2 separate regions of the Rattus norvegicus genome follow, and region 1 is linked to region 2. Evidence: chromatin contacts called from public Hi-C data. All regions are on one chromosome and are shown on one strand. The core of a region is the stretch at or near the end of the contact, and the rest is flanking DNA. Distances in the headings are between cores, read along the strand shown.

Region 1 (4,998 bases), core at 1,624-4,123, 110 kb before region 2:
ATCCCTCCCTTCCTCCTCTCATTTATTCACCTTCACAAAGTTCGTGAATCGCTGAACCTTGTGATCCTGTAAGACTCACAGTCCCTGGGAAACTTGAGGAGGAGCAGAGAGGAGCACTCCGGTGCCCAAGGCCACCTCTAGGAAAGGGCCCTACCAGAATTAGACCTTACAAAGATTGTCTTCCCAAACCAATATTTTGTGGTTGTTTTGTTTTGCCCTGTTGCTGAAGGACAACAAGGTTGCACACGGAAAAACTGAGAAGACTTTGGAGAACCATGGGCATGTGGAGCTCCTCCATCCCGGTGACACTGTAGGAGCGACACCACTACTGAGAGCCAAGTCTGTAAGTTTGATGTCTGTAAGTTTACCACTCAGCAGGCCAGTACCGTGGACAGTGGACATCGGGCGAAGATCCCATAACATGCCACCAGGGGACGCCCCAGGACAAAAGTTTGTGCCACTGCCACAAACTCCAAATCAGTTTAGCAGCCCCTCCAGGCACTGCTGATTCCCAATGCTAGACAGAGGCTTAGCTTGGAAGCCGGAAGAGTGCTATCGTAAAGACCTTAGGATCTGCGCTGAGACCCCACGATAAGGATATTAAGTGAGTGGCTTCCCTCTGAGACCTCAGTTTCAGCATCTATTAAATGAGATCATCAGAGTCATCCAAACCGTGGAGCACTGTGTAGAGTAAATAAGAACACGTGGGGAGACAACTGAGCCGTGACAAGAGTCATTCCATCTTGAGTTCAATGCCAGCTTGGGCCAGGTGGACACCCAGTCTCAAGAAAGCAAGGGCTGGGGGTGTGCTCTCAATGGAGTGCTGGACTACCTCAGCCGAGCCTGGGGAGAACACGGGAAGCATTCAGTCCCATCTGAATTCATTACAGTAACTGTGGGGATCTCTAAGTTCTAGTCTTTAAACCCTTCTTCATGCACCTGGGTGTGAGTGCATTCCAGTGCACTCACACGTGTAAACACACACTCACACGTGTAAACACACTCACACATGTAAACACACACATAAACACACACATGTAAACACACTCACACGTGTAAACACGCACACATACACTCAACAGCTCAAACATACATTAGGTCAAGTGCAGGACTGCACCAGTGAACTACATCCCAACTCCAACCCCTTAGTCGTTGCTTTACTTTTTTTTTTTTTTTTTTTTTTTTTTTTGAGACAGAAGACAGAATCTCTCTAGGTATTCCTGGATCCTGGATGTCCTGGAACTCCCTATGTAGAAGAAGCTGGCCTCAAACTCACAGACACTTGTGACCCAGACTTGGATTAAAGATGTGTGCCACCAAGTCTCAGCCTGGAATTCACATTCGAATCCAAGAACTATTAACAGGTTAGTATTTGAGGGTTTGCCTAATACATACTACAAGCTTTCCATCTCTCCCGGGACCCTGACCCTACGCACTTGTCCTGCAAGCCCCATTCATAAGAAGCCTGCACTAACCATGTCCTTCCCAGTTCCTGCTCGTACCTCCCCTGACTCCCCTTTGCTGTTTGCTCTCGGTCCACTACCCTTCCTCCGTTCTGCTCCCACCACCCAGATGCAAACAGTTACTGTAACGAATTCCGACGAGACCTAATGCTTCCTGTGTTCTTCCCAGGCTCGGCTGACGTGGTCCAGCACTCCATTCCGAGCACACCCCCAGCCCTTGCTTTCTTGAGACTAGGTGTCCACCTGGCCCAAGCTGGAGTTGAACTCGAGATGGAACTCTTGTCACGGCTCAGCTGTCTCCCTACGTGTTCTTACTTACATAGTGCTCCACAATTTGGATGACTGATTATCCATCTCATTTAACAGACACTGAAACTGCTGTGAGCTCTTCCTGCTCTTCCCCAACCCAGGCCTTTGCTGACACTGTTCCTCTGCCTGGGATGCTCTTCCCTTCCTACGGTCCACTCAGCTTCTGCTCTTACTTCAGCCTCAGACTTCCCGTGATCCTTCGCTCCCGATACCTCTGTCAGATTCACCCAGAACCAGGGGTCTCATGTTTGAAACATTTGTCATACGTTGTAAATGATCATTTACAGGTATAATTGTTCAACTTCTGCTCCTCTCTGTTGAGAAGGAGGAACTAGGCTAGGCTATATGCCTGGCCCCACGCCAGTAGACATTGAATTATTATTGACCAAATAAACAGCGCACAAATTGTCCCAAAAAAAAAAAAAATCTGAGTTTAGTTCCAGATCAAACAACTATGTCCCAGTTGCGTCCCGACCGCCAAGAGGCCCGCCTCCCCACCTTGGTCTCCTCATCTGGGACAGGGTGAGGCAGAAGGTGTGTGGATCCTCTTGCTCTTACTCTCCTGAACCTGAGAAAACTCAGCAAAGGGACGGCGCAACCAAGGAGAAAGGGGTTTGCAAGGGTCTAGGTTTACAAAACGGCAACAAAGCAAACAGCCTAAGTCCTGAGGTTCAGCTTGAACAGTCCTTCCATGGAGCTGTGATTCAGGACTGCAGCCTCGGGCTCCAGCTTCTAAATCCTCGGTTTAGAAGCTAACCTGGGCATAGCCAGTGGGAAAGTGAGGATACAACCCCAGCGGTGAGTCTTAGGTCCGGGGAAGTTTCTGTGGGCCGGGCCTGGGAATCCGCAGGGCCAGGGTAATCTGATTTAAACTGGGGCCCGCAGCCCATGCCCGAGGGGGCGGGGCCTAGCATGATCCCCACACGCTGAGGGCCGGTGGGAGTAATTCAAGACAGAACTTTGACCCAAATCCCAAGGATGGGGTCTTGTCCTGAGGGGCGAAGTCAGCACCAACAAGCTGCTCCTCTACAAAGCTTGGTCCTCCTGTGCTTTCGAGGAGCGTAGTCAACGTCCTCAATATCTTGGGGGCGGATCCAGGCCTTTGGAGGCGTGGTCTAGGCCTGAGCGGGCGGAGCCTGAACCTCAGGTTCCGTGGGGCCTCGGGGCACTCCGGCCCGCGAGGGTAGCGGCTCCACGTTGAGCCAAAGGCCGTTCTCCGTGCGTAGAATAAGCTCCGGCTTCCTCCGCACCTTGCGGGTTCGGTCCACGCTCAGGCGGAAGCGCAGGAGTGTCAGCGCCACGACCACTCGCATCTCTGCCATGGCGAAGCTCTGCCCGATGCAGTTCCTGCAGGAAGGGTGCAAATGAGACTCAAGAATCCTTAGGACGTGCAACCCTAGAGTCAAACGTTCAAATCCTAGCACACGGCTTACTACTACCAATATGTCCTGACGGTTGACCGCCCTTATCTAAGCTTCAGTTCCTTCCTCTGTAGAACCCGAATGGTAACAGCATCACAAAGCTATTGGAAGTATGTGAGCCCAGAACCCAGAGTCTGACAGACTGGAGTGGTATCTTTTTCTCAAGGACGGAATTGCAGTCTGATTCGGAACCTTATGGCTCAGTTAGGGCAGCAGAGGGGACTTAAATTGCCAAAAATTACTCATGGGTGTGACCTGGTCCCTGCTTCCATGGGGCACACCCCTGATCTGGCTTTGCCCCTCCCATTTGTAGTGATGTTTGCGATTAGTAGAGACCTTACCTGGGACCTGCTGAGAAAGGCACAAAGGCCAGCGGGGAGCGCTGCTGTGGAATGTCTGGGTCAAAACGGTAGGGATTGTATACCTAGACAAGAATTGCCTGGGTGAGTCTGGGGACTGTCCCAACCATCCAGTCTACCTGCACCTCTACCTCTGAGGACCCCGTAGCTGGAACACCTTGAGGCCATTTACTCCAATCTATCACACACACCTATCCATGCCTGTCTCCTGTTGTCAAGCACCCGTGCTCCTTTCTACCTCAGGGCCATTGCACTTGATGTCTCCTCAGCCTGGAACAGGCCTCTCCCTGCTCTTCATACTGATTTGGTCTCAGTTCAAACATTACCTTGACTTTGGGGCCCTCTCTGGATCCCTTGAGCTTAATTCCCCTCACCCCATCTGTTTTTACCTCCTTAGAACATTTAGCAAAGCCCCCAAATGATCTCGTCTATTGACGAACTTTGCTTTAATGTCCATGAGGTGTCACTGTAGGTTATCACTGCCAAGCAGAGAAGTGTGACACACAGTAGGTGCTCAATGACTATTTGCTGACCTTGTGAATTAACGAGGACTGAGTGAGTCAGTGGGTAACAGCAGGCCCAGTCACTGCAAGCATCCCCAAGAAGGAACTTACCTTAGAGTCAGGCCACACTAAGGGGTTGTAGTGGGTCCCGTAGATGCTGACCAAGCAGATAATTCCTGGGGGGTGGGGGGCGACATTTGGAATCAGTGGAGCCCAAGGGAGTGTCTGGAAACACACACACACACACACACACACACACACACACACACACAACCTCAGTTCTTCCTTCAGTCATAGGATCCCTGAGAGCCAGCTACCACTACATCCTGTCCGTCCTTCTGCGAAGACAAGTGCTGCCCTGTCCACTCTCTCTGCCTCTTTCCCCATGGCCTCACTGTCCACACAGTCTGACAGTTTAGCTCATAGGACTGTCGTCGTTCCTTTCACCTCCCTTGGCTCCCTTCTTCCCTCTGGATAGAGTCAGGTGTTGGATGTGTTGTTCATCATCTGCACTCTGAAGTTCTGCTCCATAAACACACTTGCTCTTCTTACATCTTGGAGAAAGTGGCCTTCCATCCAGGGCTTCTCAAGCCTGTCTGCATTTTGTCCATCCCCGATGCTACATGGACAGGAATACGTGGGGCCTCTCCCTAGAGACTAGATGGTACTCAGGCCTGAGCTCCTGGTGTCACCATAATTACAGCTCGGTTCTCAGCAGTTAGATGACAACAAAACTGACCCTCGGGTCCAGCCCCTCCCCAAATGTTTAGCACGTAAAAGTGCTTCCTACGGAATCCCTAGGACAAGAGTTCAAGCCTTAGAACTCATGGTGAAAGAAGAGAATAGACTGCTGAAAACTGTTCTCTGACCTTCGTGTGTGTGTGTGTGTGTGTGTGTGTGTGTGTGTGTAGTGTGTGTGTGTGTGTATTTGTGCATGCATGTA
Region 2 (4,615 bases), core at 1,857-4,356:
CACCTCTCTACCTCGGAAGCCATCGGTGCCTTGGCAGCGCCAACTGGACCAGCCCGGGGACCGATACCAAACTCCGGGAACGCACCGACCAGTGGGCAAGGTGACATGCGGTCCAGATGATCGCCAGGGTGTGGGGCGGGCTGCGGCTAAGGAGCCAGATTAAGGAAGGGCCTTAGGGCTCTTCTGACTCTAAGACTGTTTTCCCCGACCTACAAGTTTCCCCAACAGGGTACAAATGTGATAAAATGAGGAAGGGACCTGAGGATGGGTCGGATTACAGCTACTGTCTTCCCACAGCTAGCAGAGATACAATGCGAGGTAGCTGCACTCCGCGAGGAACAGAAAGCCCTGTCCCATCTGGTGGAGTCGCTGAGTACCCACATCCAGGCCTTGACGGAGCAGCAAGAGCAGCTCCGCTGTCAGCTGCAGGATCTGGACTCCAGACTGGGAGCTGGGTGAGCCCCGCCCTTCAGGGTAGCTTGGATCCCAGCTTCTTCGTCAGGGTGGCTCAAGTATCTTCCAGAAAGTCCCTCCCCTACTAAACCACCCCCACCTCCAGGTCCTAACAGCTCCAAGTTACTAGTTCAGCCCTGGCAGCCTCTCCCTGTAGGGCCAATCTCACACGTCTTTGACTAGTCCTTTTACCTTCTCACACCTCTTCAACCAGACCCTCCTATCCCGATTGGGCCATCTGGGCCCTTCCCGCCCATTGGTCAGTCCCCGCCTTCAAATTGATTAATTAATCCCTCCATCCCCCACCCTCACCCTGTCAGTGTTCCTTCTGTGAAACTAGATTTAACTATGTAGTCCAGGCTAACCATGCACTCTCCAGCCTCTTGCTGCAGCCTCAGCCCCCTATCCTGAGTTTCACGGTTGTTCCACACTTGGCTAGTCTGCATCTTGGCCGTGCCAAGCTCTAACCAGAACTTGCTTCAGATAGACCTATGCCCTGCTCTCCTATTTGAACGAACTCCAACTTCACTCCAAGCCCTGCCCACTGAGTCCTTGGCAGTCCACCCAGGATGGGAGGGAGTTTCCCTGTTTCTGACCTGTCCACTCTCTTGCCCCTGACCCCTCACAGGATCTCAAAGTTGGATTCTAAGGGTGGTCTCCCAAGCAACGGTAGCCTCGGGCTGAAAAGTCTGGTAAGAATCTTGTCTGAGACTGGAGAGAAGTGGGGAGTCTGCTTGGCAAACACTCCCAACTCCCACCCCAACCTCAAACCCACTTTTACTGCCTTCCCAGGAGCACCGCATGACTGAGATGGAATGTTCTCAGAACCAGCTGAGGGATACCCTCCAAAGCCTACAGCTTCTTTCAAAAACTCCAGGATCTCGGAGCCAGCCCCCGCCTCTCAAAGCACCATGTGTCAATGGAGCTGATCTGTCGATGGGCACCTGAGTATTTCACCCCACTCCATACAGTCTGGAAGCCAGGAGAGCCACTACAGAGGATTTTCTGACTACCTCAGTCCTTCATGGCCCTTAGTAGGGGACAGAGTGGGAGGTGTCAATCACTCTGGTAACTGTGAGGTTGCCCAGTAAATCTCCATTTCAGAAAATCACTGGTTTCTCTGCCCCTACAAAGATTAATGCAAGAGCATACCCAGTTCTCTACTCAGCTCCCCCAAATTCTTACCTAATTTGAAGTCTCCCGAAGATGAAAATGATTAGCAAAATTGTCCTCACTATTGGTGTGATCTAAGGTCATCACTCTAAAAGACTCCATTCTCTCTTCTGTATCTAAAAATTCTCTGCATAGTTAAAGGTATTCAATAAAAGGTATTTATCATTGTTGTGGGAACCACCTGCTTTTCCATGATGCACAGATCTCCCGCCCACCTATCCCACCTCATCCCCTGCCAATACCTCAAGTTCTGAGTGACAGAATCTTTCTAGACTTTGTCTAGAAAGACAATGCAGGTACCTTTATGGCAGGGAGAGCAATGGGTCTGAGAGGCAGATGAAGGAACGGACTGTGCATGAGAACACGGTTGAGTTCTATGGCTGGTTGAGTAAGGTGGATGAACCAATAGGCAGGTGACTAGGTTAGCTAATTCACTGAACATTTGACCTGCTGTAAGGCAGATCATGAATCAAAATAGACAGGTCTACTTAGAGAAGGCTGACACAAAATAGGAAATTAACACTTGAACTAAATGAGTAAACACGCACACACACACACACACACACACACACACACACACACACACACACACACCTCACGTTTATCGAGGTCTTTTGGGACTCCCAAATGAGTCATGGGAAAATGACTCCTGTCTTCTTCATTTGGTGAAGACAATATACAACTGATGGGTGACTCTATGGGTGGATGTTGGTAGGACTGTTGAATCCCTTGATTCTGTGGAAAAATAGAAGTGATGGTGGGCTGGTATGTGGAATATGGGTGAATAGGTTAAGTGGACTTTTGGATAGACGAGTAGGTGTTAGAAAGGTAAATGGATAGGTGATTTGTTTATTCGGTTGTTGAGTGGTTGATAGATTGAGCATGTAGATAAATGGGTAGACAAATGAGTGATGGGTGGGAGAAAGACAACCAGTTTGTGATGTATGCATACGGTCTAGTCTGGAGGCTATGATCCTGAAGGCTAGGTGGAGGAGAGCTTAGCATTGAGAACAGACATAAAGTAATGGAGATGTTGAAGTCCAATACAAACAACGAGAAAAGAAAGAAAAGTGTCCTTATGATTGGGAGAGTCTGAAAGCTAAGGACTGACTGACTGGATGGAGTCATCAATGATTCATGAATGACCCAAGAGAAAACTTCTATGCTTCCCTCCCACTCACCTGTTATTAACAAACCTAGATGTTATTAACAAACCTAGTATAGGAAGACCCAGTGGGGTGCAGAGGACAGGTTGTTGTCATGGTAACAGAGCCCCTCCCTCGACGCTAAGGTCCTGCGGGCCCTTTAAGGGTGACCTGCTTGGCCACTCCCAATATGGCGGCGCGCCCGTTGGATCCCCCCGCCCCCCGGAGTGGCACAAGGGGGGGCAGACCTCCTCATCATGGCGGCGCGGCGGGGCTGTCGCGCTGAGGTCACGTCGGCGCGCCGGGGGGGGAGGGGCGGGGCGGCGGGGGGACCGATTTAAAGGGACAATGTCCCCCGAGCTGTGGAGGCAGCGGCGGCTGCGGAGGCCGTGGCACCCGCACCAAGAGCTGCAGCAGCTGTAGTGGAAGCGACGGCCCGGCGAAGTAAGGGAGTTCCCAGCCAGCGACTACGCCTCCCCGGTGAGGCCCGACCCAACCCGGGAAGCTCGCGGGCGGGGCGGAGCTGGAACGGGGAGGGGAGGCCTGGGCCCGGTCCGGCCGGGCGGGACCCCCTGGGGCGGGGGGCGGGGCGGGGCCTGCAGGGGCGGGGCCTGGCCGGGGGCGGGGCTGTACAGGTGGGGGGAGGGGCGGGGGTCTCGAGGCAGGTGTCTCCCCCCCACCTCAGCTCGTCCCGCGGGGTCTCCCGCCCCGAGGTGCACGGGCGAAGGGCGCATCCTGGGGACCCTAGCTTCCCCGCAGGGTGCGTCCGCGCAGCGCCGCCCCTACCTCTGCGACCCCTGCGGGAGGTGGGGTAGGGAACGACCATCTGGACTGGAGCCCCCTCCCCAAGCTGCCAAAGTGCTCCGAAGTTGCGGTCCTGCCCGATCCCCTCCGGCAGTGCCTACCCCAGCGGTACCCGCAGGTGCTTTCTTCAGGCCTGGGCAGGGACCCCTCCAGCCAAGACTGTCAACCCACCCCATATAGGCCCCCCGGGAGCACCCAGGCCCCCGAGGGCAACGCCTGCTACCAGGCCTGGAGCCCCGGCCCCGCCCCGGTTGCCTGGGCCCGGCCTCACCACCGTCTCCCTGGGGAGAGCGCCTCATTCCTGCCCTTCACTTTCTGCTCTACCTTGAAGGTATTTATAGGTGGAGAGGACAGTCGCCCTCCTACCCCAGGGTCCTTATTTCTGAAACCGGAGCCCTCTCGGTCCCTTTCATCCTCCGGCTAGAGCAACCGATATCGGTGGAGGATGGCAACCAGTACTATTGGAAGGTGGCAGGGTGGAGGAGCCCAGGCTTGGTATGCATGAGAGATCATGCTGAGGAGAAGGGAAGGGGTTAATGGTGGGGGTCACTCGAGAGTGTGGAGAGGTTAAGGGGTTAATAACCCTACATTCCTGGGTAGGGAGAAGGGTGTAAAGGTTGGGAAAGTGTAGGGGTAATTGATATGGGGCAACAGAAGTGAGAAAAGTATAAGGGCAAAGATTGGGGGCACTTGAGACAGTGCACTCATGAGCTGGGAGTGTGGAAGTGGCTGGGATCCTGGACACTGGATGCTTGGCAATAGGTTATGCAGTTACAGGACAGCCAGGAAGCAGCTGGACAAGGTGAAGCCGTGAGTGAGGGATGAGAGGAATAGGCGGAGGTAGAAGGATGGATGAGGGAGGACTGAGGTGACTGAGTGTAGGTGTGTAACTGAGATGAATAGAGTCCGGGAAGAAGCTGGAAAAAGAGAAAGCTTTAGTGTATTGAGGCATGCTGACAATAAAGGTGATTGGGTGACAATGGGTGAGAATGGGGCCTCAACACCACTTACCCCAGTCACTTCAACTAAGAGGTAAACTG

The links. A called contact is a pair of places that touch in the nucleus more often than the background predicts.
Region 1: a Hi-C map of the A7r5 cell line shows a contact between it and region 2, with 5 times the contacts expected there. The contact joins the enhancer-like site here to the promoter of Wiz in region 2. A contact is called at or near these places in 5 of 12 Hi-C or Micro-C datasets (the A7r5 cell line, kidney, liver and 2 more).

Annotation. Positions count from the first base shown.
Region 1 is chr7:12,153,121-12,158,118 of GRCr8, reverse strand. It overlaps Cyp4f39 (cytochrome P450, family 4, subfamily f, polypeptide 39), which reads right to left. Exons shown (of 14, transcript NM_001399679.1): 12 at 4,167-4,231; 13 at 3,535-3,617; 14 at 2,043-3,119. The coding sequence ends at 2,888. Among named protein-coding and RNA genes, the nearest start is that of Cyp4f17, 15 kb to the left of the region's middle. Within about 2 kb of position 2,873, at least 7 of the 93 cell types and tissues checked have an H3K27ac peak or open chromatin away from gene starts, as enhancers often do.
Region 2 is chr7:12,044,278-12,048,892 of GRCr8, reverse strand. It overlaps Wiz (WIZ zinc finger), which reads left to right and starts at 3,106. Exons shown (of 13, transcript NM_001427399.1): 1 at 3,106-3,251. It overlaps Rasal3 (RAS protein activator like 3), which reads left to right. Exons shown (of 17, transcript NM_001414936.1): 14 at 1-100; 15 at 298-455; 16 at 1,082-1,145; 17 at 1,246-1,803. The coding sequence ends at 1,401.